Linked DNA regions of Mus musculus: all the other regions are linked to region 3. Evidence: chromatin contacts called from public HiCAR-type and promoter capture Hi-C data. All regions are on one chromosome and are shown on one strand. Each heading gives the region's core, a stretch centred on a gene start, on an enhancer-like site or on the middle of the called end of the contact. The rest is flanking DNA. Distances are from core to core; before and after follow the strand shown.

Region 1 (4,686 bases), core at 937-3,436, 3.0 Mb before region 3:
ACGTTTCAAAACAGCGATCCACATTGTCAGACATCAAAAGCAGCATGCATAGCTGCTCCAGGGCTATTAGCTGCATGTCCCTTTCATCTCCCTGTCCCATCTGCAGCCATTCCAGCAACGTATCAGGATCTACATCTGCCATTGTCTTTAAAATGCTCCTTTGCCTAAATTGAAAAAGGGAAACGGGTTTTTCAAACATTTGTTCAGAACTGATCAGCCTGTGTAAAGACTTTTTTCTTGTACATCTGCTTGAACCAAGTTTCTGTAAGGTCCTCAGGTCCTCAAGAGACACACACACACACACACATGCATGTGTATATGTATATACATACAGAGCTATTCTCCAATTTCCATATTGCACTGTGATATGCACACGCACACATACTTGCACACACACAAAATAAGCAAATATATATGCTTTAAAAAAAAAAACTTTCCAGCCGGGCATGGTGGCACACTCCTTTAATCCCAGCGCTAGGGAGGCAGAGGCAGGCAGATTTCTGAGTTCAAGGCCAGCCTGGTCTACAAAGCTGATTTCCAGTACAGCCAGGGCTATACAGAGAAACTCTGTCTTGAAAAAACAAAAACAAAACAACAAAAAAAAACTTTCCAAACTGCAAAGTATTACTTCAAAAAGTATGCTACATATGCAGCAGTCTACTTCCTGGGCTTAATGCAAAAACCCTCAAGGCAAAACAGTTTAACACTGGAATGAATATATGCTGATTAGGTTGCTAGTTAACTAGAAACCAGAGCTGTCTTGGTCAAACACTATGAAACAAGTTTTGGATCCCAGTACTGTTATCACCAATGTCTGTGCCAAAAGGCAAAAAACATGTACAAAAAAGTTCTTTTACCAGTCAACTTCTTCCTGCAACCTCCCCCCAAACTCCACCAAAAATCGGAGCTTCAGATACGGGTCAGATCCAGTAGTTTTAAAGACCACTTTCCAATCCAATTCTTCTTCGGATTGAATTTCCCTTCTCACGAGTTTTGAATTCTCAAACTTACTCCTAAAATATGCCCAAATACAAACAGTAATTAGATATGAAATCTACCTATGCGGAAGTAAATACTGATAAGAACTTCTGGTAATCTAGGCAAATGTTCTTAAAACTTTTTTTTTTTTGGGGGGGGGGCTTGATGCTAAAGTAAATACAACTAACAGGTTACCACCCCCCCCCAGGCAGACGGACAGACAGGCAGACATTCTTTCTCCCATAGGATGGGGCAGTTAGTTTTTATGTAAAAAATTTTTTGAGAAGTAGTCTAGGCAGGCAAGTCATTACAAAAGCTTCTAGATGCCCGACCAAAGGACAGCGTTGCGTCCCACGCAATCCACCTGCCGGTGTGGGAACCTAGAGGCGGGTCGCGGTGGGCACCCATCGGCCGCGCCCGGCGGGGCTGCCCCATCGTCCTCGGCCTGATCAAGGCCGGAGCCGCGACGCTGACAGCCAACCTGGCTAAGTTAGCTACCTGCCTCCGGGCGGAGGGCGAAGTTCTAGAGAAGCAGCAAACCTGCGAGCTCAAGAGGAAGCCGCCGAGCGGCTGGGGTGCGGGTCTCCCGGAACTCGGAGGCCCAGCGGGACGTCCCCGGTCCCCGCCGGGCGGCTGAGCCTTACCAAGGACAAGGAGCGCGTAGCCGGAGCTCCGAAGCCAACAAGCCAAGCCCCGTAAGGCCCGGAGAGGGGAACAAAGGGCCCGATACGCAGAGGCGACGGCGGAAGACCGACCTCACCGCGCTGGGGTCCAGCTCCGCGCCCGCCGCTGGACTCGGCGGCCCGGATCCTCGCGCAGGCCCAGCCTGCCGACAGCGCCTAGCGCCCCCGCCTACCCTGACCGCAGGCTCTTACCCTGGCTCGCCGTACCAAACAGCTCCGGTCCAGCTCCAAGCAGGCCGCGGGCAGAGCCTGGCCCGGCCGCGGCCCTCGAGTTCCTAGGAAACCGCAGGCCGCGCAGGTCGAGCCAGGCAGGCGGCACAGGAAAAGCCGTGTCTCGTCCCTCCCCTTCCTCCGCGGGGACCCGGTGACAAGGAAGCGAGAGGCTCCCCCGAGCGGCGGCAGCCAGCGCGGGTCCCGACCCCAGCACGCGGCTCCTCAGACCCTGCGGTTCAGAGCCAGGTCCGCGCGGGGCCGTCGGCGGCAGCGGGGAGACGCCGCGTCCATCGCCAGCCGGGCGGGGGCAGGAGAAGGGTCGGCCGAGCGCCGGGCGGGGAGGCTGGTGAAGGCCGCGCCGGCGGAGGCGGAGCGAACGCCTCCCGGCCGCCCTGCCCGCGGCCACCTGGGGCGCTGCGGAGGCCGGACCCCGCGGCACGGGGCGACGACGGGGGGCGCCGGGCTCCTTCGGCGGTCGGCTACGGCTCTCCTCAGCCCGGCCTCCCGGCGCCCGAGTCGCCGCGCTGTCAATCCGCGCGCGCCGCCAGCAGCTGCTCCGCGCACGCTCCGCCCGTCTCGCCCGGCGCGAGCCGCTCCGGAGTCCTGCGGAACGGAGGCCACCGTCTCGCAGGCGCTCGGCGTGCCCGGGTCACCCCCTCCTCCGGACTTTTAAAGCCAGCGGTTTACCAGAACGCTTCCCAGCGAGCCTGGGAACTCGGCGAGCGCTGCGCAGCCGGGCGTTATCGCCTCGGCGCAGATGGGACCAGGACGGCTGCGGGAACTCGTGCCTCCTGCCTGCCCACCGTGGAGTCCCGGGAAGCAGCCAGCATCGAGGACTTCCCACACAGTTGCCTTCGGCTCGTGGTCACTTGTACTTCCGTAGTTATTCCCGTCAAACTTTTATTTCATGGGCGTTGAAAAATCAAATACTAGCCGCTGCTAGTGGAGTCCTCACGTAACCGTGACACTAGAGAACTGGAGGCTGGAGTTCAAGGTCATCCTTGGCTACAAAATGAGGTCGAGACTTGTCTGGGCTACAGGGCGGCGACGGTGGTGATGAAGAAGGAGCAGCCAAGGGAGAGAAAAAGAGGAAGAAAAAGACTCCATACTGAACTCATCCTTTGAACAACAACAACAAAATAGCAGTAGATACCTAATTTTAGGAAAGAACTGTATGCAAAGACCGAGGCTAGTAGTTTTCAACCCTGGCGGCACATTAGAGACACCCGGAAAAGTTTTCATTAGAAGAGTTTTAGATCCACAGCAAATTGAACAGAAAGTACAGAGAATAAGTTATGGCTACCCTGTTCTGTATCATGTGTTCCTGGCCAGGTAGGGCTAAGGACAGAGAGTTCCCACTGATCTCTTTGTTTATGGTTTTGCCCTTTCCAAAATATCGTTTCTAGTTGGAATTATTCACTAACACTCTTTAAGGATCCTCTGTGAGTTTTTATAGCTTGGTAGCTCATTTATTTGGTGTTGTGTTGTGTTTTGTTTTGTTTTGTTGTACTGGATTTTTTTATTTGGTTTTGTTTTTTACTTTTTGTTTTTCTTGTTGTTTTGAAGTGGGTATGCTTATGTAACCCTGGCTGGCCTAAAGTCAATATCCTCCTGCCTCAGCTTCCTGAGTATGCTAACAAGAGGGCTTCCTTCCTGAGTATGCTAACAAGTATGCTAACACCTGGCTTGGGAGCCCATTTAATTCTTACTGCTAAATAATAGTAAGTTGTTTAGATGTAACACAATGTGTTTCTTCATATACAGATGCCTGGAATCTACCTTCACAGACTATGAACGGCTCATGCAGAAATTTCCAAAGTTCCCCAACAGGAAAAATACTTTCTAACAATGTAGCTACCACAGGACTGTGGCCAGAACAAATGAAAAACTCTTCAAACCCAAGAATAAGAAAAAACCTTGCCAGGCAGTGGTGGCGCACACCTTTAATCCCAGCACTTGGGAGGCAGAGGCAGGTGGACTTCTGAGTTGAGGCCATCCTGGACTACAGAGTGAGTTCCAGGACAGCCAGAGCTACACAGAGAAACCCTGTCTCAGAAAAGAAAAAAGAAAAGAAAAAAACCTTAATTAGAAATTGTAAAAGACTGGAGACATTTAACCAAGAAGACATCCCAGTGGCTGGCGAGAAAGCATATGAAAGATGCTTAACATTATCTGGCCTTGAGAAATTGAAGATACTCACTGGTGGTCTGTGCGTTTGGTTCCCAGTACCCATATCAGGCAGCTCACATCTGATGCCTCTGGCCTCTACAAGCACCTGCGTTTACATGCATTCACCCACACACAGGCATGCACATGTGCACATAATGTAAAAGTAATTTAAATAAATCTTTGAGGAAAAGAAATTTTAAAATAATACTCTAGAGCTATAGATAACAGCTCAGTTGGTAGGGTACTTACCTACTACACACAAAGCCTGGGTTCTCTGTCCAGGACTGGATAGAACCAGGCCCTAAAACTGGGATTGGTGGGACAGACGGACAGACTTTTAATTTCCATCACAGGCAGAAGAAGCAGTTCAAGAGCTTCCTCAGCTACATAATGAACTTCCTCAGCTACATAATGAACTGGGTTCCAGCCTAGAATACATAGAATGACCGTGTCTGAAGAAGGGAAAAGAGGGCAGAGGGAAGGAAGGGAACACTCGAGACTTCTAAACATCATTAGAAGGGCGAAAAACCAAAGCCCAATAACACCAAACGCTGGAAGGGTGTGATTCAGCCGGAGCGCTCTTGGTACCCGTGGAAAGTAATAGTGCCCCTGTGTAAGATAAAAAAAGGCTCTGGTTTTGTAA
Region 2 (4,232 bases), core at 1,410-3,909, 2.8 Mb before region 3:
AATAGCACCTTAATCAGTTCAAGCCTTGCTAACAAATGAGTTTAACAAAAGACATTTCATAGCTTTTTAGACTTTGGAATTAAGATTGAGATTCTGTACCCATATGATACTTTTTTTAAAAAAGCATAATTCTGGACATACGTCCAATTTCAATATGCAGAGTATTTATTCAGGGTTCTAATATCTAATATTAATATTAACTAAATTAATATTAATGAGATATCTAATATCTCATTCTGTTCTACACTTGATCTTTAAAAGGCCAAGAAGTAATCCCATTTGCTTCTTGCTATAGAGACACCTTCCATTTCAAGTCTACACTGACCCCTCAATAATATTTTACCTGATCTAGTAATCCAACCCTGTCATTAGCATGTTTAAAGGAAAATTCTGGAGCAGAACTAACTTATGATAGACATAGTGAATGTTATATTCAAAAGAGAGGGAAGAGGCTCAACGCCCTCAACTTGATTTTCAGTATGGAGGAGGGAGGGATGGAGATTGATGCTTAAATTAAAAACAAAACAAAAAAAGCAACCAGAAACATACCTCCCCCCTTTCTTCACTCTCAAGAGACCAAAGCTGCTGAAATGATAAAACCATAAACTGGCAGAAAAGCCACGCCTCTCATAGCACTACACTGGATCTAGAACTCCAGAGAATACTCAGAAGGGATTCTAAATGTCATTAAATAGGTTATCAGGTATTTAGAATAGTTGAATTTAGACTACTCAGAAGTTAACCCCTTACTTTATCCATAAGAAAGGCTAATGAAGGTGTTAGCAACTGCCCTCTTAAAAATTAAGCTGCAAAGAATGGAGGGTGGAAAACAGAAACGCACAGGGCAAAGACAAGGAACCTTAATTTTCCCCTCAGAGAGTACATTCATTAGTTTAAATTGATGGTGTTAATTTTAGATAGTAATTAAGAAATTTTAAAGGTTCTGTGGGATTCTGGGAAGATGGTTCAGCAAGTAAGAAGGCTGGCTGAGCAAGAATGAAGGCCCGAGATCAAACCCACAAAAAAACGTGGACGGGGCAGGCACTTCTAACTGCACCGCTGTGGCGGGCAGAAAGACTGCTAGGGCTTTCTCTAGGTTTAGGGAGAAGACCCTGCTCCAAAAAAGCAGAAAGTGAGAGCAGGGCAGACAGTCCTGGGTGCAAGCACCTTCGAATACATGTGCATATTACTACCTCCCCACCCCCTCCCCCGTTATTTGGGAACTCTGTATTTTCCTGCTACTAACATCAAACGCTAATATAATTAAAGAACAAGTAAAGGTAACCTAATCAAGGATCCATAAAGAGTACCAAAGGTTAAGTCAGGAGTTTATTCTTGACCTACAGCTATCTATGTAAAGTAAGTGCATTCCACAGCACAACCAATCCGCTCTCCAATATTCTCCCGCCCCTATCTTAGTAAAACTGCCTCCTTGCTCTCTGGTGTTCGTTTTTTTTTTTTTTTTTTTTGAAAGTGAGTTAGCTGATGTGGCTCTCTCTACCTAAGCCTAGGTTGGCTGGGAACGCTCCCCTTTTCTGCCTCAACATCCTAAATACTAGAACTACAGATGTGCAACGTTAAGCCTGGCTTTATTCGTTTTTGGATGCTTATCTAAAATCTCATTCTTTGCCTCTGTGTATTAGTGCACCCCTTAAATTCCAACACTCTGAAGGCAGAGGCAGGTTTGAGACCGTCTCAAATAAATAATCAAACCTCATCCTCAGACATTGTCTCTAAGATGTTTGCGAAATAAAACCAGGCAACCTTGCATTAGGGTTAACTTAAGTTAATCTCCCAGCATTGTTTTTCAAAGTCCTGAACTGTTATAGGGCTTTTTTTTTTTTTTACTTCCTTAAACTTCTCCTTATCTCTAAGCTCTTTAGTTCCTTTAGGGTGACTAGCATTCTTATAAACCACGCACAACCCAAAAGACTACAAACCATCTAATTTGTCTGACCTGAGAGTTCAAATTCCCTTAACTTGTCAGAGGTACACGTTACGGTTACTAAGTTCCATTAGGTGCTTTACGAAGTTTCTAACGATTTGCAAACGATTTGCAATCATTTGAGATGATCTCTTTCTTGCTGGCGTGAAATAAGCAAATAAAGGAAAATAAAAAACAAACGTTTCCACCGACTCCGCAAACGCCCCTGGCGAAGGCTTTCCTTCTTAAGAAGACCTGGAAACTTCTGGCAACGTCCACTCTCTGCTGCTGGGGGCCGACCTGGAGGTGCAGGGCGGGTCCCCAGCCGCGGGGCAGGCGACCGGGTCCCCGACTTTCCCCTCCCGCGTCCCAGCCCCGCAGCTGCCGACCCCGCCTACCTGTTGGGCTGAGGAGGAAACCCGCCACGCCGCAGTCAGCCCCCGTGTCCCGTCTGTGCCTGCAGCCGGGACCCCGTCCCCCTCGGCTCCGTCCCACCGGGCCGGGTCCTCAGCCTCCGCACCGCGCCCACCCGGGACCCGCGCCACCCGGCTCCAGCCGCTCCCGCCCAGTCCCTAAGCACGCCGCCCCCAGCTTCCTCTCCGGATCTCCCGGCTTGCCTGCAGAGACGCCCTGAGCTCACACCCGTCCCGGCTGTGCCACGTTCCCGGCTCCGCGACAGCACAGCGGCACCCGGCTCCCCGCGGGCGAATGCGGAGCTGGGAGGGCGGGCGGGGCTGACAGCGCGGCGGGAGCGGCCATTGGGAGGGCCCGGCCCCTCCCGCGCCCAGGCTGGCCAGCCGCCCGCCGAGCCAGGGAGCGCACACTGTGGCAGGCGTGACTACTCCACCGCCGAGAGAGCGATGGGAGCTCCTGAGGCAGAAGTCACTTCTAGGACAGCGTGCTGTCCTCCAGTCCGGAGATTCCGGCCACAACTATTTTTGTCTATTTTTGTCGCCAGTCAGAATCTACACTTGCGGCTTAAAAGGCAGACACTTCAGGAGCCTGGAAATATTCAGGCAGGGCCGGAGCTGAAGGAGGATATGATGGAATCTTACCCGAGGAAGGGACTCTAAAGAACTTTTAACAGGAACCTAACTGTAAAAGGACTATGTGAAGATTCCACGCGGAGTCCGTGGCTCTGAGTCAGATGTGTTTTTCCACTATAATCAGGATTTTGAGTGTAACTTTTTTCCCTTGTTTTGAAACAAGCTTACAAGAAGGTTGCAATCGTAGTTCAAAAACATTATTCCCCGAACGGTTTTGAGATTTAAGTTGCTAATATTATGTCACAGTGTTCCTAAGCAGTTTACACATAGTCATAATAACTGCAATAGCGATATTCTTTATGCAATACACTCGGTTTCTTGGTTGTCTCAATCATGTTCCTTGTAAGGAAAGGCCTTCAGTTCCGAAATAAGTGTTCTTTCTAGTTGCAATGCATATCTTCAATCTGGAATACTTCCTTAGTCTTTGACATTTACAACCTTGACAACTTTGAAGACTATTGGCTCACTGTTTTTATAGAAAGGCTTTCATTCTGATTCTGTCTGATATTTATTCATGATTAGATTTAAACTAGATATCTTTGAGGACTCTCACAAGTGATTCCATGTTCATATGTGTCGGTGTTTGCTCTTCAAAAAGCTCCTTTTTCCATCTTTGTAATTAATATGTATTTTCTGAAGCTATTTTGTTTCAGGGTACCTGTGAATAACCTTGTTTAGAAATTCATAATTTATATTACTGGATATAGAATTGTTCCACTTCATTAAGTTGATTATAGTGTTCTTCCATTATTTATCTATTTACTTTTTACAACTTTTTGTGTGTGGGCCTACACATATGTGTGCCACATGCATGCAGTGCCCATGGAGGCCAGAAGAGGGCATCAGAGTTATAGGCAGTTGTGAGGTCCCTGATGTGGGTGCTAGGAACTGAACTGGGGTCCTCTGCAAGAGCAATGAGTGTCCTTTTCTTTTCTTTGTGTTGCATCCTGTACAGCTTGGTCCTAGAAACCTGACTGGGGCAAGAAGAAAGGGCAAACACAGGCACAGAAAAGTTGGGTTAAGGTGGGCCCTGCACATTTTAATGGAGTGGCATCAACTATGAAATAACCCACTGGAACCTCAGAACATGAGGCTAGTAGTCTTGATAAGAGGTATCTGTAGTGAGCTGCAGTTGCTGGGTTTTTGCACACTTTGGTCAATCATTAGTAAACCCTTGACCCAGAAGAGGGCTTTGCCACTCCCATGGGTCTGAGGCCTTGGGTCCTTGACATAGCCATGCCTTAGTCGACAATACACATTCT
Region 3 (4,798 bases), core at 20-2,519:
AAGGAAACTTGTTTCAAACCAAGTTTCTGGACAAGTGTGAGCTGCTGAGTGATAAAATGGTGACAATGAAACTTTGCTTAGTGGCAGTCATACATTAGTAACAGTGCACCTGTACAAGGCTCTACATGCAATGCTATCTTTCACTAAGACAAATGGAGTGCTGCTGGGGGGATGCAGTGGGAGCGAGAAATGAGACCTTTGAACAAGGGGCAGGAAGCGGGGAGGGGGGAGAGTGGTCAAAGGATACAAACTTTCAGTTTTAAGTTCTGGATACTTAATGTACAGTGGAGTGACTAATAATAATGGATACTTGAAACTCTGCTGAGAGCAGACCAAGTGCTCTCCTCAAAAAAGAAAATGAAGGTACCTGAGTAAGGTCCCGAGTGAGGTCTGTGTTCATTAACTTGACAATGGTAATTATTTCACAACCTCTACACGCATCAAAATATCACGCTGTACATCTTTATATAAATTATTATTTTGTAAGTCATACCTTAACATGAGCTAGAGATGGGAGACAATATCGAGAGAATCCTGAAAAGGATGGGGATTGAGGAATATACTAGAAAAAGTAAAGATACTGAAAGCGACCCGTTCTTTAAAAATCTTTTAGGGCAAAACTGAGATTTGCTGATTGCAAAAAAATCATTACAAAAGAGTAAATTTAGACCAAATCCATACCATTCAGCAGAGAAAGGAGAAACGAGGTTCCAGAAAGCCACAGAAAGATTTTGACGGTACCACCGGGAAGGTCTGAAAATGGGTTTCGTGGCCCAGAGAGTCAAGGATGGGGGCGTTCCAACCCGGCCACCCCACCTGCAGCGGGGCCTGGGAAAAGCAAGCTCAGCACAGGGTTGGATCGCCCACCTAGGGCGAGAAAGCGGCCACGGGACCAGCGGAACCGAGAAGCGCCCGACCCCAGGGACGAAGGGCTGCAGAAGGGCGGGGCGCGCGTCGCGGAGGTCGGGAGGGCGACCCAGGGCGGCAGCGCAGCCTGGACCCCTTCTCGGGCCACGGCGGGGGAGGGACCGAGGGTCGAGACCACAGAAGACACAACTTACTCCGCGGTCTTCCTCCGAGAGGAAGTCGGGGCCGTCATCCAGGCCTTCCTGTGGGGTCGGCGGGCCCAGCACACCGAAGGGGAGGCAGGGAAAGGGGGAGACACAAAGAGAGACATTAGCGCCCAGCCCGCGCCGTCCCCGCGCCCGCCGCCCCCACCGCGCGCCCCGAGTTCGGCGCCGCCGTGAACACCCACCATCATGGCTGCTTCGAGTCCAGGGCTCGCGCAGTCGCACAAGCAAGGCCACGAACCTAGTCGGCCGCGCGGGTGGGGCGGAGGGCGGAGCCGAGCGCCAGCCCCGCCCCCCGCCCGCTCTAGGAGGGGGAGCAGTCCCTGAAGGGGAAAGGACGCAGGGTCCTTTGCTCCAGGTAAGAGGGAGGGTTGGCCCAGAGCGATAGTCGCTGCTCACTGCTGGCGAGCTCAGGCTTGGGAAGGCCCCAGGGCCACCCGGAGAACGGTCCACGTCTCTTGCCCCCGAGGGCCCCTAAAAAACTGTACCAGTACTCCCAGGAAGTCACAGTAAATATTCTTGTCTTTGTATTGAGTTACATGATGATTAATCACCATTAATACCATATTGCCTGTGGAAGTTTCAGGAGCCAAAAGCCTTCACACAATAAGCAGACAGGGGCTATAATCAAGCTTTTACTGCTGGGGAAGTAATAACTACCTCAGTTTGGGGTGCTAATGACCGAGCACTATAAAAACAGAGCCGTTCTCATTACAAGAGTATTCCTTGCCTGTATACTAAGAAACAATCGCCAGACCTGATCTAACTGTCCAGCTGAGTAGCAGGAAAGGAGCATCCACAGATGCTTCAAGAAAATAATCCCTTGGGCCAGCATGTTGGTTTAGCAGTGAGGAAAAGTACTTGCTGCTAAGCCTAGAGGCCTGAGTTCAAGCCCCAGGACTGACCCACAAGGTAGAATGGTACTGCAGATTGTCCTTTCACACACACAAAACCAATAAATAAATAAATTTTATAAAAATAATCATTTCTAACTTACCACACTTCACTTCTACAAAGGATCACTCAAGCAAAGCTGTGTCTCCACTTTTATTTATTTATTTATTTATTTATTTATTTAGAGACAGGGTTTCTCTGTATAGGCCTGGCTGTCCTGGAACTCACTCTGTAGACCAGGCTGGCTTCTGACTCAGAAATCTGCCTGCCTCTGCCTCTGCCTCCCAAGTGCTGGGATTAAAGGCGTGTGCCACCACCGCCCGGACTATTGTGTCTCCACTTAATGACATCATCACTCTCAAGGTCCAAGCCTGGTTTCGACTTGTCCTCTTCAGATCCTTCATCTCCTCATGCCTCACATCCAAACAAATACCACCGTGTCTGCAATTGACTCATTTTCTCCACCTCCCTTCCTACACATATACATGTAAATAACGATCTGCTGGTGTGAATCTTCTCTCCACCCCTGGCCTTACTAGCATCTCAGCCTTCCTGGCTCTGACAATGACACCCTAATTTCAGCCAAGAAGCAGTTACAGAGAGATTCCATTGCCCTTTATCATCAACAAAAAGTCTGAAATGACCAAAGTGCACATGCTGGCCAGCCTCCAGGCTCTCAGCATCTCAAATATCTACTACAGGGCCCATGATGGCAGCCCAGCTCCTCTTAGCTCTTCTCACCCTGCCCCTACCCTAAACGTCTCCAGCTCACAGGCTTCCCCTCCCCAGTGCATTCCGACCATGTTCTCTCTCTCTCTCTCTCTCTCTCTCTCTCTCTCTCTCTCTATGTAAGTACACTGTAGCTGTCTTCAGACACTGCAGAAGAGGGCGTCAGATCTCCTTACAGATGGTTGTGAGCCACCATGTGGTTTCTGGGATTTGAACTCAGGACCTTCGGAAGAGCGTTCGGTGCTCTTAACCACTGAGCCATCTCTCCAGCCCCCTATGTGATCTCTTGGTCCCCTCTCTCTTGTCTCTCTTTTCCTTCCCTCTTTCACTCTCCCCACCCCCCTTTCTCCTTTCATGCCCTGGTCCAGTCTGCTGCTCCTGTAAATTCTACTTTCTCTCCTTGCTCTGGATTCTTCCAATTGATTGTACCCTCTCTTGTATCTATAATAAGAACTTCCTCTCAACCATGGTCTTAGAGAGACCATTGAATTTACTTTAAGGGTTTTTTAGGGGGCTGGAGAGATGGTTCAGTGGTTAAGGGTACTAACTGCTCTTTCAGGGGTCCTGAGTTCAATTCCCAGCCACCACATGGTGGCTCACAACCATCTGTAATGGGATCTAATCTCTTCTTCTGACGTGTCTTCTGGTGTGTCTGAAGAGAGCAACAGTGTGCTCACATAAAATAAATACATAAGTAAATCTTTTTTTTTTAAGGGTTCTTTGGAAAGTTGATTAGATGGTGTTTTGCTGGGGAAAACACATGAATGAAGGTTTTGTTAAAGTGAACACAGTTGAAAGGCTAAGGCAGACTTGTGAAGGAATGTTTGTCTGAAGCAGACACAGGAGAAGAGGATGTGCCGCTAAAGCAAGCACGTGACAGGACACGTGATGAAAGATTCTTTGCTAACACGCATGTATTGGTCCGCCTTACATTGCATAGTTGAGCTGCATTTGTTGGGACGACATAGAGAGAAATGCACCAAAAAACTTCTGGTGGTGTGTTACGGTTTGTTGCTGCTTCCAAGGACTCAGGCTGATTGGATGCCCATGCTGAGGCAAAAGCCAGGCTGAGGTAAGGTACGTGGAGGAGATGTGATGTTTGGAGGGTATAAATAGGACTCTACTGAATGACGGAAACAGAGCTTGGCTTGCTGGTACAGCTAGCTGGGCAACACTTGTAGGTCTCTCATCATCGCTGATCTTTGCTTCCCTGAGAGATGCACAGCTGAGAACTTCTGGTGTTCCTGTTGGTCCCTCCTGCTGACTCGAGGAGAGGCCTGAGGTGAGGGTGTCTCTGCTAGGTTATATCACTGCTGTCACTAACCAGACTCTACCGAACTGGACTGCTGGTGCATCTGTGAGGTGATTGCAAGTGATTGAGCTGCCACTGCCTGTTAACCTGCGAGCTGAACAGTCGATTTCCAGACAACACAGATGGGAGTTGCTCCAAAGAACCTATCTAAACAGGTCCACTTCCCCTGTATCCTTTCTTTTCCACTACCTCTGTTGGGCAGTGGGTTACAAGGAAGGTTAAAGCATTTAAAAACCATCATTAAGGGATTGGAGAGATGACTAAGCAGTTAAGAGCACTGGCTGTTCTTCTCCAGAGGTCCTGAGTTCAAGTCCTAGCAACCACATGGTGGCTCAAAACCATCTGTAGTAGGATCCAATGTGCTATTCTGGTGTGTCTGAAAACAACAACAGTGTACTCATATACATAAAATAAATAAAGTCTTTTTAAAAATCATTAAAAATAGGATTTGAAAAAAATTAAAGTTACAGACCATGCCTTGGCTTTATGGTTGTTGAGACATGTACCTCTGACTGGCCAAAGTGACCTGGGTGAACCAGGTTGGCCTCAGACTTGCAGAGCTCCTCCAGATGCCAGAGTTATAAGTGTCTGCTACCACACCTGGCTTATTTTTGTGGTGTGTGTGTGTTTTCTTTATTTATTCCACCGTAGTCACCATTCATGTCTTTTCTCTGGCCATTTGCAATTAAATATCAGTCATCTTTTCCCAAGACTTTCCAGGTGAATGTGTAGCCCAGGTTGTCCTCAAGTTTGTGACCTTCCTGACTCAGCCTCTTAAGTGCTGAGATTATAG
Region 4 (4,581 bases), core at 1,721-4,220, 2.2 Mb before region 3:
TGTGTTGGTGTCTCCATCCCTCCACTGAAAGCCCTGTCTGACTACTAGAGGTAGTCTCTTCAGGTTCTATCTCCCCACTGTTGGGCATTTTGTTTAAGATCACCCACATTGAATCCTGGGAGCTTTAAACACTTCTTAATTGCATTTATTTATGTAGGATAGGTAGGATTTATGTATGTAGGATTTGGGGAATACCTGTGCCTTGTGTGAAAGTCAGAAATTGATTCTCTCCTCCCACCTTGTAGGTCTCAGAGAGAGCTCAGGTTGTCAGGCTCAGTGGCAAGTAAGCACCTTTACTTGCTGAGTCATCTCACTGGCACATGTGCATAGACTTTCATGAATAGACTCATGACACAAACCTCTCCCAGTTGTCTTCTTTTGTGTACCACACCTGTGAAACACATTCATTCTGTGCACATCAGCAACAGGCTTCTTCTTATGGCTGAATAGCATTCCATTGTATCCGTATGTCACAATCCATCTTTCCCCACATTATACAAATCTATGGATTTAAGTCTTAATTTCTCCTGTATAAATAGAAATTAGAAACTGGTGGGTCCCAATATGTTTCCCTCTGTAAGACTTCCCACTTTTTTTATTGCTGTGATAAAATACTCTGGCAAAAGTAATTTCAAGAGTCATTTATGTACACTTATAGTTCAAGGTACAGTTGATCATGGAAAGAAGTCTGGGCAACAGAAACTTGAAGTAGCTGGTCACATGACATCTACAATGAGGGGAGAGGGTGAGTGTTGGCTTGCAAGCGGTCAGTTCACATCAATATATATCACAACTAATATCAAGCTAATCCCACACAGGAACGTCAGATGTCCACCTTCCAGTGACTCCTGACTATGCCAAGGTGATAATTAGCATGAATCTTTGCACAGGAAAAGCTAAAGAGTTCTTCAAAAATGTATCAGCTCTCCTCTCTCCCTCCCTGACAGTGTCTACCCATCACCTAAGAGTGCTAGATGCTCTGCAGAGTCGCCTGATTTTGTTTATTCTTGAGTTTTGTCATTTTAGTACTGTGAGATGGTATTTAGCAGACATGAGCAATTTTCTGAGGATTAGCCTGTTGAATTTGTTTCCATTTTCAGGGGAGGCATTTATATATCTTTTTCTATTTTCCCTTTTTGTTTCATTGTGCTTTTCATTTGTTATACTTTTGCTAAATATTTGTCTAAACCTTTTGCCCATTTAGATTTATTTTCTCTTATGGGTATGAGTGTTTTGCCTGTATGTATGTCTGCCTGTGTTCCACAATGTGCCTGGTGCCTTCAGAAATTAGAAGAGGAGGTCAACTGCCTGGAACCGGGGTTTCAGATAACCATCTGTGAGCCATCAGGTGTTTGCTATGAATGAGCCTGGGTCCTCTGGAAAAGCAACCAGTGCTCTTAACTGCTGAGCCTTTTTTCCAGCCCCATCTTAATTTATTCTTGATACATTTCTGATGATGGGTTCTGATTATTCTCTTGAGATTTGTCTTGTATTACAGTTTGACTCTCTGTTGAACAGTTTGACTCTGTTTATGATAAAGACCAGTTTGACAAGTTTTTCAGAGATTCTACTTTCTGTATTCTATCTTAGAACTCTTTGTTCACCCTAAGGTTGCAAAAAATACTTTCCTATGTTTTCTTCTATAATCTCTATCTCAAGTTAATTTTTCACTTGAAAGAAAAGAAAACTAAATCTTACCCACATACTTTGGAGTCCTCAGAAGTACTGAAAATCAGTGAGATTGGTAAAGGCGCTTGCTATCCAGCCCAATGAATGAGGGTTTTATCCCTAGAACCTACTTGGTGGAAGGAGAAATCTAACTCCTGGCAAATTGTCCTCTGACCACAACACACATGCAAAGGAAATAAATAAACAATGCAATAAAAATATTAAAAGAAGTACTAAAACCCATTTAACCTCATGGGGATGTTGAGATAAAAATCATTAAATTAATGCTTGTTTACTGACCTAAACCTGAAGTTGGCTTGATTAAGCATTCATTCAGACATCTGAATGTTAGTTTATGGAAACAAAGGGAGGGGGAGGGGGAGAGGTGAGGTGAGAGGGAGGGACTGTGAGGAGAGGGAGGGAGGGAGGGTCTCAGAGGAGAGGAGAAAGGGGAAGTTGCAATCTAGATGGAAAGTAAATAAATACAAAATTATCATAAAAGGCAGGCTAATAGAAAGTTACACCAAAGCATTTTTAAAAAGCATCTAATTGGAAATTTTAATTCAATAGACCTGTCATTTTCACTCCTGTTTTTCCTGGGGGAAGAACAGTGTTTTATTACTTTTCAAAAGTTGTTAGAAAACAACCAACTTTCTTTTTTTTTTTTTTTGAGACAGGGTTTCTTTGAATAGCCCTGGTTGTCTTGGAACCCACTCTGTAGACCAGTCTGGCCTCGAACTCAGAAATTCGCCTGCCTCTGCCTCCCGAATGCTGGTATTAAAGGTGTGCGCCACCACCGCCCGGCTCTGCGTGACTTCATAACCCTTCTTTTTCTGCATATCAGAAAACCGGTGCCAATTAAACAAGTTTTAAAATTATTTTCTCATGCCAAGTTGGAGGAAAGATGGGAGGACGAGGAGAAGGGAAAAAAAAAAAAAAGAAACTCTAGTTAAATTAAGTAGTAACTTGCCTTGTCCTTCGGTAGTTCGTTTGTTAATGAATTGAGACAGTTTGTATAGGTGTTGTACAGGACTATCTTCTGAAACAAACAAAATCTATCTTACCACATTCTGTAATGTCTACTGGCAAAAGATCATCTCAGCTGGGCTTGTTGACCCACACCTGCTCATAAAGGGGCAGGGAGGTCAGGCGACCCTTACCTGAGTATCCACCCTACCTACTGTAGTACGCAATTTTATCCATAACTAGAAGTGGCCTCGCTGAGGGGAGGGGTAGAGTCTGTAACCTAGGAAGACTAAGGGAGTGGGGTGGCTGGGTGGAGAAGTCTTCATCCCGACTGGGTAAAGGCTTTCTAGGCGTAACTTGGGGGGATGAACACCCTGGCTCTGTGAGCAACTCCTCCTTTACGTCATAGAAGGAAGCTCAACTCACCATTCCCTCCGCAGAGTGTCCTTTGGAGGACTCTTCTGTTTGCTGCTGGAACAAGGATAGGCCTTGTCTGTCTGCTCAAGAGAAGGAATTTTAGCTGACTAGCCTAGGCTGGGCTTGTATTCACTATGTAGGGAAATCTGCCCTTGAACTTCTAGTTCTTCTCTGTTTCCCACCCAAGTACTGGGATTACAGGCAGGTGCCACACCACAGCCGACTAATGGTGATAATTATAAGCACACAGGAAAACCTTTGCCCAGACTTCATTCTGAGAAATACTGAAACCACACCAAACTAGCAGTTTCTGACCTTTGTCCCTCATTTTACAGCCCACAAAGCTATGACTTGAACAGCTAAGACTTCGCTGTTATTTAAAATTACAACAAATATTTCCTCCAAGTAGGTATGTTTTACACATTTGTATCATAACAGGGCTAACATGTCATTTAATATACAGGAAAAGGAACGGAAGTACAAGAGTGACTCTGCTATTATTCTACTCCAAAGTGAGCAGTGTAAATCCTTAAATTTCCCTCTCAGGCCAAGTAGGTGGGCTTCCGCCCTTGCATCTGTGTTCCGGATGTTTGGTTACCAGGCAACGTCTAGCGCCTGCCAGACACCTGTGAAGGGGTGCGGCCCCTGGTCCCCGAGCCTCGGTCCTGGACCTAATCGGCGCCTGCGCAAAATGTGCACAGGCAGGCGTTACCTGCGACCGGCCACCCGCAGAGAGTGGACGGGCGTGGCCGCCCAGTCAAACTCGCGGGTCCAGGCCGGGCAGCGCCTGCTGGGAACAGACTGTACCCCAGGCTCTAGAGGACCTCCCCAAGCTTTTGCTGCGTTCCTAGAGTATGGTGCCCATAGTTCTGGGACCGAGTAGGCTATGCTGGGGAGGGGTCACCTGGCGGGTTGGGCATACTTCAACAGGCATTGGACTAGTGGAACATAGGTAACAAGTGTCCTGTTTTAGTGTGTGGGGGGAGTAGGTGATCGAGTCAGGGCCCTGGTCACTTAGCTGCCACACATTTCTCAAGCTCCCACACAGACGTAGGAGAACAGCGAGCCTCCCAGCGTGCCGGATAGCGGACTGCTTAGAGAACTCACTCCCCTCCCCAGGCCTCTAGAGGAAGGCTCTTACCCAACATGCACCAGGAGCTAATTTGCATAACCCCAAGGTAAACCACACGGACCCACGCCGCCAGCGTGATCCCCACTAAGCAGCAGGGGTTCATGAGCATAGCTACACAGTTTCACTGAAAAAACTTTTTCTTTGTTCCCGGGTTTACTGGGAGGCTAGGAGAAAAACGCGGGTCAAAGTCACCCTAACTTAAAAAGTCAGGAATTCTTCGTCCTTATATAGTCCACGGCTAGACACTACGATCGTGCTCGCTTCGGCAGCACATATACTAAAATTGGAACGATACAGAGAAGATTAGCATGGCCCCTGCGCAAGGATGACACGCAAATTCGTGAAGCGTTCCATATTTTGGCTCTGCTTACTATGAACAGGTCATTGGACCAAATTCC
Region 5 (4,699 bases), core at 299-2,798, 2.8 Mb before region 3:
TGACCACAGGAATCTCAGGTTAGGAAGGAGTCTACAGAGACACAGCTCAGTGGGAAGCGCTCCACAGTGTCTACAAGCACTTGGGTTAAAAGCTAAGGAAATAAGGAGAGTCTTGAATTCTAAATAAATTATGAGAAACAAAATAATCCTTGCCAAGTCTTAAGCACCATGCTTATTTACAGTCAAAAGGGGTGAAGATTACAAACCATGCCTGCATTTATTTCTACTGAGCCAGCAGTTTTCAGACAGCCTCCCCCAAATTCTGCCAGGCCCACAGAAAGTTACAGGCTGATTTATTCAACATCAAATGATCCTCCTTTTCCCACATGGGGCTGTTGAATAAGCAACAGTGTTAGTAGTGTCCTCTGATGTTACTTTGTATTTTCCCCTAAGTCATTTAAACAGAGTGGTATTTCTACATGGGGTCTTGTCTTATTTTTACAAATTCCAGGAACTGTTCAGTTGCTTTTTCTGTTACCGTGGTCAATGCCTGAAGAAAACCCAATGATTGGGCTTTGAAAATTACATTTATGATAAGTTCTGTAGGAAAAGGTTGGTTGTTATCAGGAATATACACCTTCTCATTTTACATAATGACTTGAATATTTGTTTACTAGTTCCTGTAAGACAGTCTACAAGAAAATAAACAAGTGATAAATGACTTCGTTGCTACCACTGAGGGAATCGATTGTATGTTAATTTCCTTGGCTCACTTGATTCAGAAGCCACCACAAAGATTAAATGAATTAATAACTGCAAACTGCTTAAAACAGCGCTGAGCTCACAGTAAATACAACCCAGGTGTTTATCAAATGCTACATAAAAATAAATGGGAAGGCAGACACACAGTTATATTTCATGCTTTAACTTCCAAAGCTTTATACATGTTTGAGACTCAATTTAACTGTTAGCGACATTACGTTCAGCTATATCTTTCTGGTTCTAATGGTTTTCTGTGTAAATATAGCTAGCTCTGCACTCATACTTGAATTACCTGGGAAAAGATTTTTGTTTAACTATGTGCACTTGTGTGTCTGTGTACAACGGCAGGTGTCTGTCCCGCCTAGAGGAGGCCATCAGATCCGACCGAGCTGGAGTTACAGGTGGTGGTGAGCAGCCCCGCATTGCGGGATAATGGAATCTAAGGATCTACTGGCGGTGAGATTCCCTGAAAATTCTGAGAAGCGAGATGGCTCACGCTGTTACCTCAACACTTAATATACTAAGGCAGAAAGATCATCCGCAGGCTGAGAGCTGCAGAGCGAACCAGTGGGGCACAGGCCACCACCAGACGCCAAGTCCAAAGAGACAGCTAGGCAGCCCACTAAAGTGGGCAGACGGAAAGGGACAAGCTCTTCATCTCACGAAAGATGACAGGAAGACCGGCACGGTTCCGCGGATAGGGCCGGGCGTTACCTCCACCCACTGCGCCGCGGCGTCTCCATCGGCCGGGCGCACTTGCAGGCGAGCGTGCAGGCACTGCTGCAGGAGCGCACGAGCCTGGGCCACACGACCACCGTCCGCCATGGCGCGGGTCCGCACTGCGCATGCTCGGGTAGGCGCCTCCCACTGCTCGTGGCCCCACCTAAGTGGGCGGGGCCTCCGCCTGGCTCTCCGGAGTCCCGGATGTGGAATTGACCAGCTTTGGAGCTTTGAAGCTTCAGTCTCTTGGAGGGTTTTTGTTTAGAGATCTCTGTCTCTCCTTCTCTCCCTCCTTCTTTAACCTAATCTCATCCTCGAATGCCTCGTTTTTAGTTTTGTTTTTGGAGGTAGGGTCTCATAGAGTCGGGGTTGGTCGCAATAACCACATAGCTGAGGCTGACCTTGAACTGAACTCCTTCTCCCAATTGCAGGAATTACATGTGTGCCCGCCCACAGCCCCACCCCACCCCATCCTGCTCTGCTACCTGCTTCATAGCTTTTGAAGAAATATTTTTCATTTCAGAAAGCTTAGGTTTCCAGGTATTGGAAAGAATGTAAGTCAGAGTTAAATCCATTCTATATTTATTATAAAGACATAACTAGAATGAGATCAATTGATCTCAAAGCAGGCAGAGAGGGAACTTAACCTGTGGGTGGGGGACAGATGCAACTATAGAAGGGAGCACCTAAGATGTGGGACCCCGATTTAGAGCATTTCTCCCTGGAAGGTAAAGCCCCTGGGACGTTCCCCAAGCTTGTTTTCCCTGATCTCTAAAAATACAGCCAGAAAGAAGCTCTTTGTTCACTATAGCCAGCAAAAAGCCTTTTTGTTTCTATACTTTACAACCAGAGATGCCTGCCTTCCTGTGCCGAGGACACGGGAGATAAAAATTCAGAAAGAACTCACTCCTCACTCCTGCCTTGTAAATTTCACCAAGGACACCTGGAAGAGAAGAACTCTCCTCCCAACTCCTTCCAACTCCTCCCAACTCTTCTCAACTCCTCCCAACTCTTCTCAACTCCTCCCAACTCTCCTCCCAACTCCTCCCAATTCCTCAGCTAGCTGTTAAAAGCCCCCTACTGTCACTGCTCAGGGTCAAACTCCCCTGCCCTGCATGGCAGAGGGACTTTGTCCTCAGCTAACTGATAATAAAACCTCTTGCAGTTTGCATCAGGTGTGGTTTTCTCTCGGGTCACTGGGGTGCTGGCCAGCTCATCCCGGGACTTGAGTGGCGGCCCAGCTTCGGTGTCTTACAAAGACTATTGGGAAACACAGAGATTTACATTTTATTTATAACAGTAGCAAAATTACAGTGATAAAGTAGCAATGAAAATCATTTTATAGCTGGGCAGTGGTGGCACACACCTTTGATCCCAGCACTCCAGAGGCAGAGGCAGGCGGATTTCTGAGTTCGAGACCAGTCTGGTCTACAGAGTGAGTTCCAGGACAGCCAGGGATATACAGAGAAACCCTGTCTCAACCCCCTCCCCCCCCCAAAAAAAGGTCATTTTATGGTTGGGGGTTATGACAACCTGAGGAACTGGGTTGCAGCTTTAGCAAAGCTTAGAAACACTGAATTAAAAGTTAGAAATCTTTCAAAATATATCTTGCCCACAGTCTTAGGGTTTTACTGTTATGAACAGACACTGTGACCAAGGCAAGTATTATAAAGGACAACATTTGATTGGGGCTGGCTTACAGGTTCAGAGGTTTGGTCCAGTATCATCAAGATGGGAGTATGGCAGCATCTAGGCAGGCATGGTGCAGGCAGAGCTGAGAGTTCTACATCTTCATCTGAAGGCTGCTAGTGGAAGACTAACTCCCAGGCAGCTGGGATGAGGATCTTAAGCCCACACCCACAGTGACACACCTACTCCAACAAGGTCACACCTCCTAATGGTGCTACTCCCTGGGCCGAGCATACCCAAACCACCACATCCACTCAAAGCAGTGCTGACTCCTATATCAGAAATGCTACAAATCATTCCATAGTTGTGGAAGGGTGTTTATAAGCTATGTGAATGCATTTTTTGGGGGGCAACCAATTACTTTTAAAAATTATTTTAACTTTTCATTTATACACATTTTAATTCAAATGTAGTTATATCACTTTCCTTCCCCAACCCCTCCCAAGTCTCTTCCCCCAACTTCTTTTATTTTTCCTCACTTGCAATAATAAACTTTTTTCTTCGATTATTATAGTTACATTAAGCATGTAAAAATATACGAATATAACCTGTTGAGTGTGTTTTTGCTGTTTGTGTGTATATGGTCTCAGAGCTGATCTCTTTGTATTGGGTGACATTCATAGGAGAGGTTAATTTTCTTTTTGTACAGTCATTAGCTGCCTGCAGTTCTTTGTCTAGGGGTAGACTCTATTGAGATGTCCTATTGCCTTTGTTCAGGCTTCTTTTATGCAACAGCTTCTATGAGAGATTGTTTTGTAAGCAGACATCCTGGTATTCTAACTCTTCCAATTTTTCTGCTTCCTCTTCTGAGATGTTCCTTGAGTGATAGATGCAAGAGCATCTATGATATAAATGTGAAGTGATGTAGATGGGGCCGGGCTTCCCACAATCCTTTGATCTCCAAATTGTGTCCAGTTGTGGTTCTCTGTGACAATTCTCATTGGCTGTTAAGAGACTCTTCCATGATGAGTGGTGATAGTTACATTTACCCATGGATATAAGGATACAATTTAGAATGGGATTAGAAATTATGTTGCGCTAGCACAGTTATGCTATGTAGTAGATTCTCTTCTAAGACCCCTGACCTCACTACCCCTGGGGAATTTGGCTAGGTTCTAGTAACAGGCATGGTTTACCTCTTGTCCAGTGGGCTTTGCATCCAATTAGACAGCTGTTAGTTACAACTGACTTGGGAGTGCCGTTTACTGTGTCTTTGTGGCTCTCTTGCCTTGCTGGTCCTTGTTGTGGTTCATAGGTGTCATTGCTGGGTGGGGCTGAAAATTGCTTCCCTCCTTTGGCAGCTTGTGTAGCGTTGTCTGGTAGCATGGAAGCTAGCCACAGGAAGGAGGCTTTTAGATCAGATCCAGCTCGAATGGTCTGAGTCCTGTGTGTTAAATGTAAAGTGTCTTCAGCAAGAGACTTTCCTTCAGCCTTTGAGAGGTATCCAGGGCCATAATAGTTTATGTTGTTTTGGAATTCCTTGGAATGCTGTGATTTTATGATTTTACATTTACCTAAAATTATACACAATAAGCATAACTGTTTTTATACATATACACATACATCATATACATATACATGAATCTAT

The links. Promoter capture Hi-C pulls out the DNA fragments that hold promoters and counts their contacts. HiCAR-type assays count read pairs that join an accessible place to other places. Capture Hi-C pulls out chosen DNA fragments and counts their contacts.
Region 1: a promoter capture Hi-C map of pre-B cells shows a contact between it and region 3, with 6 times the contacts expected there. The contact joins the promoter of Hectd1 here to the promoter of Snx6 in region 3. A contact is called at or near these places in 5 of 39 promoter capture datasets (the C10 cell line, hippocampal neurons, liver and 1 more) and 1 of 115 datasets of contacts at active chromatin or transcription factors (stem cell-derived neural progenitor cells).
Region 2: a contact with region 3 is called in a promoter capture Hi-C map of adipose tissue, with 4 times the contacts expected there. The contact joins the promoter of Heatr5a here to the promoter of Snx6 in region 3. A contact is called at or near these places in 2 of 39 promoter capture datasets (cranial neural crest and liver), 1 of 115 datasets of contacts at active chromatin or transcription factors (embryonic forebrain) and 1 of 9 other capture datasets (adipose tissue).
Region 4: a contact with region 3 is called in a HiCAR-type map of astrocytes, with 5 times the contacts expected there. The contact joins the promoter of 1700031P21Rik here to the promoter of Snx6 in region 3. A contact is called at or near these places in 1 of 39 promoter capture datasets (cranial neural crest), 1 of 115 datasets of contacts at active chromatin or transcription factors (astrocytes) and 1 of 9 other capture datasets (liver).
Region 5: a promoter capture Hi-C map of pre-B cells shows a contact between it and region 3, with 3 times the contacts expected there. The contact joins the promoter of Dtd2 here to the promoter of Snx6 in region 3. A contact is called at or near these places in 5 of 39 promoter capture datasets (the 3T3-L1 cell line, embryonic stem cells, hippocampal neurons and 2 more), 1 of 115 datasets of contacts at active chromatin or transcription factors (astrocytes) and 1 of 9 other capture datasets (adipose tissue).

What each region holds. Positions count from the first base shown.
Region 1 is chr12:51,827,350-51,832,035 of GRCm38.p6, forward strand. It overlaps Hectd1 (HECT domain E3 ubiquitin protein ligase 1), which reads right to left and starts at 2,187. Exons shown (of 43, transcript NM_144788.2): 1 at 1,854-2,187; 2 at 3-164. The coding sequence starts at 142. Gm5785 reads left to right here and starts at 836. Exons shown (of 4, transcript XM_011244243.2): 1 at 836-919; 2 at 1,506-1,880; 3 at 1,941-3,206; 4 at 3,639-4,686. The coding sequence starts at 836. The coding sequence ends at 2,792.
Region 2 is chr12:51,968,662-51,972,893 of GRCm38.p6, forward strand. It overlaps Heatr5a (HEAT repeat containing 5A), which reads right to left and starts at 2,660. Exons shown (of 36, transcript NM_177171.4): 1 at 2,542-2,660.
Region 3 is chr12:54,794,393-54,799,190 of GRCm38.p6, forward strand. It overlaps Snx6 (sorting nexin 6), which reads right to left and starts at 1,270. Exons shown (of 14, transcript NM_026998.3): 1 at 1,256-1,270; 2 at 1,062-1,109. The coding sequence starts at 1,261.
Region 4 is chr12:52,599,352-52,603,932 of GRCm38.p6, forward strand. 1700031P21Rik (RIKEN cDNA 1700031P21 gene) reads right to left here and starts at 2,971. Exons shown (of 3, transcript NR_045910.1): 1 at 2,829-2,971; 2 at 2,639-2,704; 3 at 633-727. It overlaps Gm35239 (a long non-coding RNA gene), which reads left to right and starts at 3,602. Exons shown (of 7, transcript XR_001780617.2): 1 at 3,602-4,581. LOC115488100 (a small nuclear RNA gene) reads left to right here and starts at 4,437; the gene lies at 4,437-4,543.
Region 5 is chr12:52,004,959-52,009,657 of GRCm38.p6, forward strand. It overlaps Dtd2 (D-tyrosyl-tRNA deacylase 2), which reads right to left and starts at 1,549. Exons shown (of 3, transcript NM_029545.3): 1 at 1,417-1,549. The coding sequence starts at 1,527.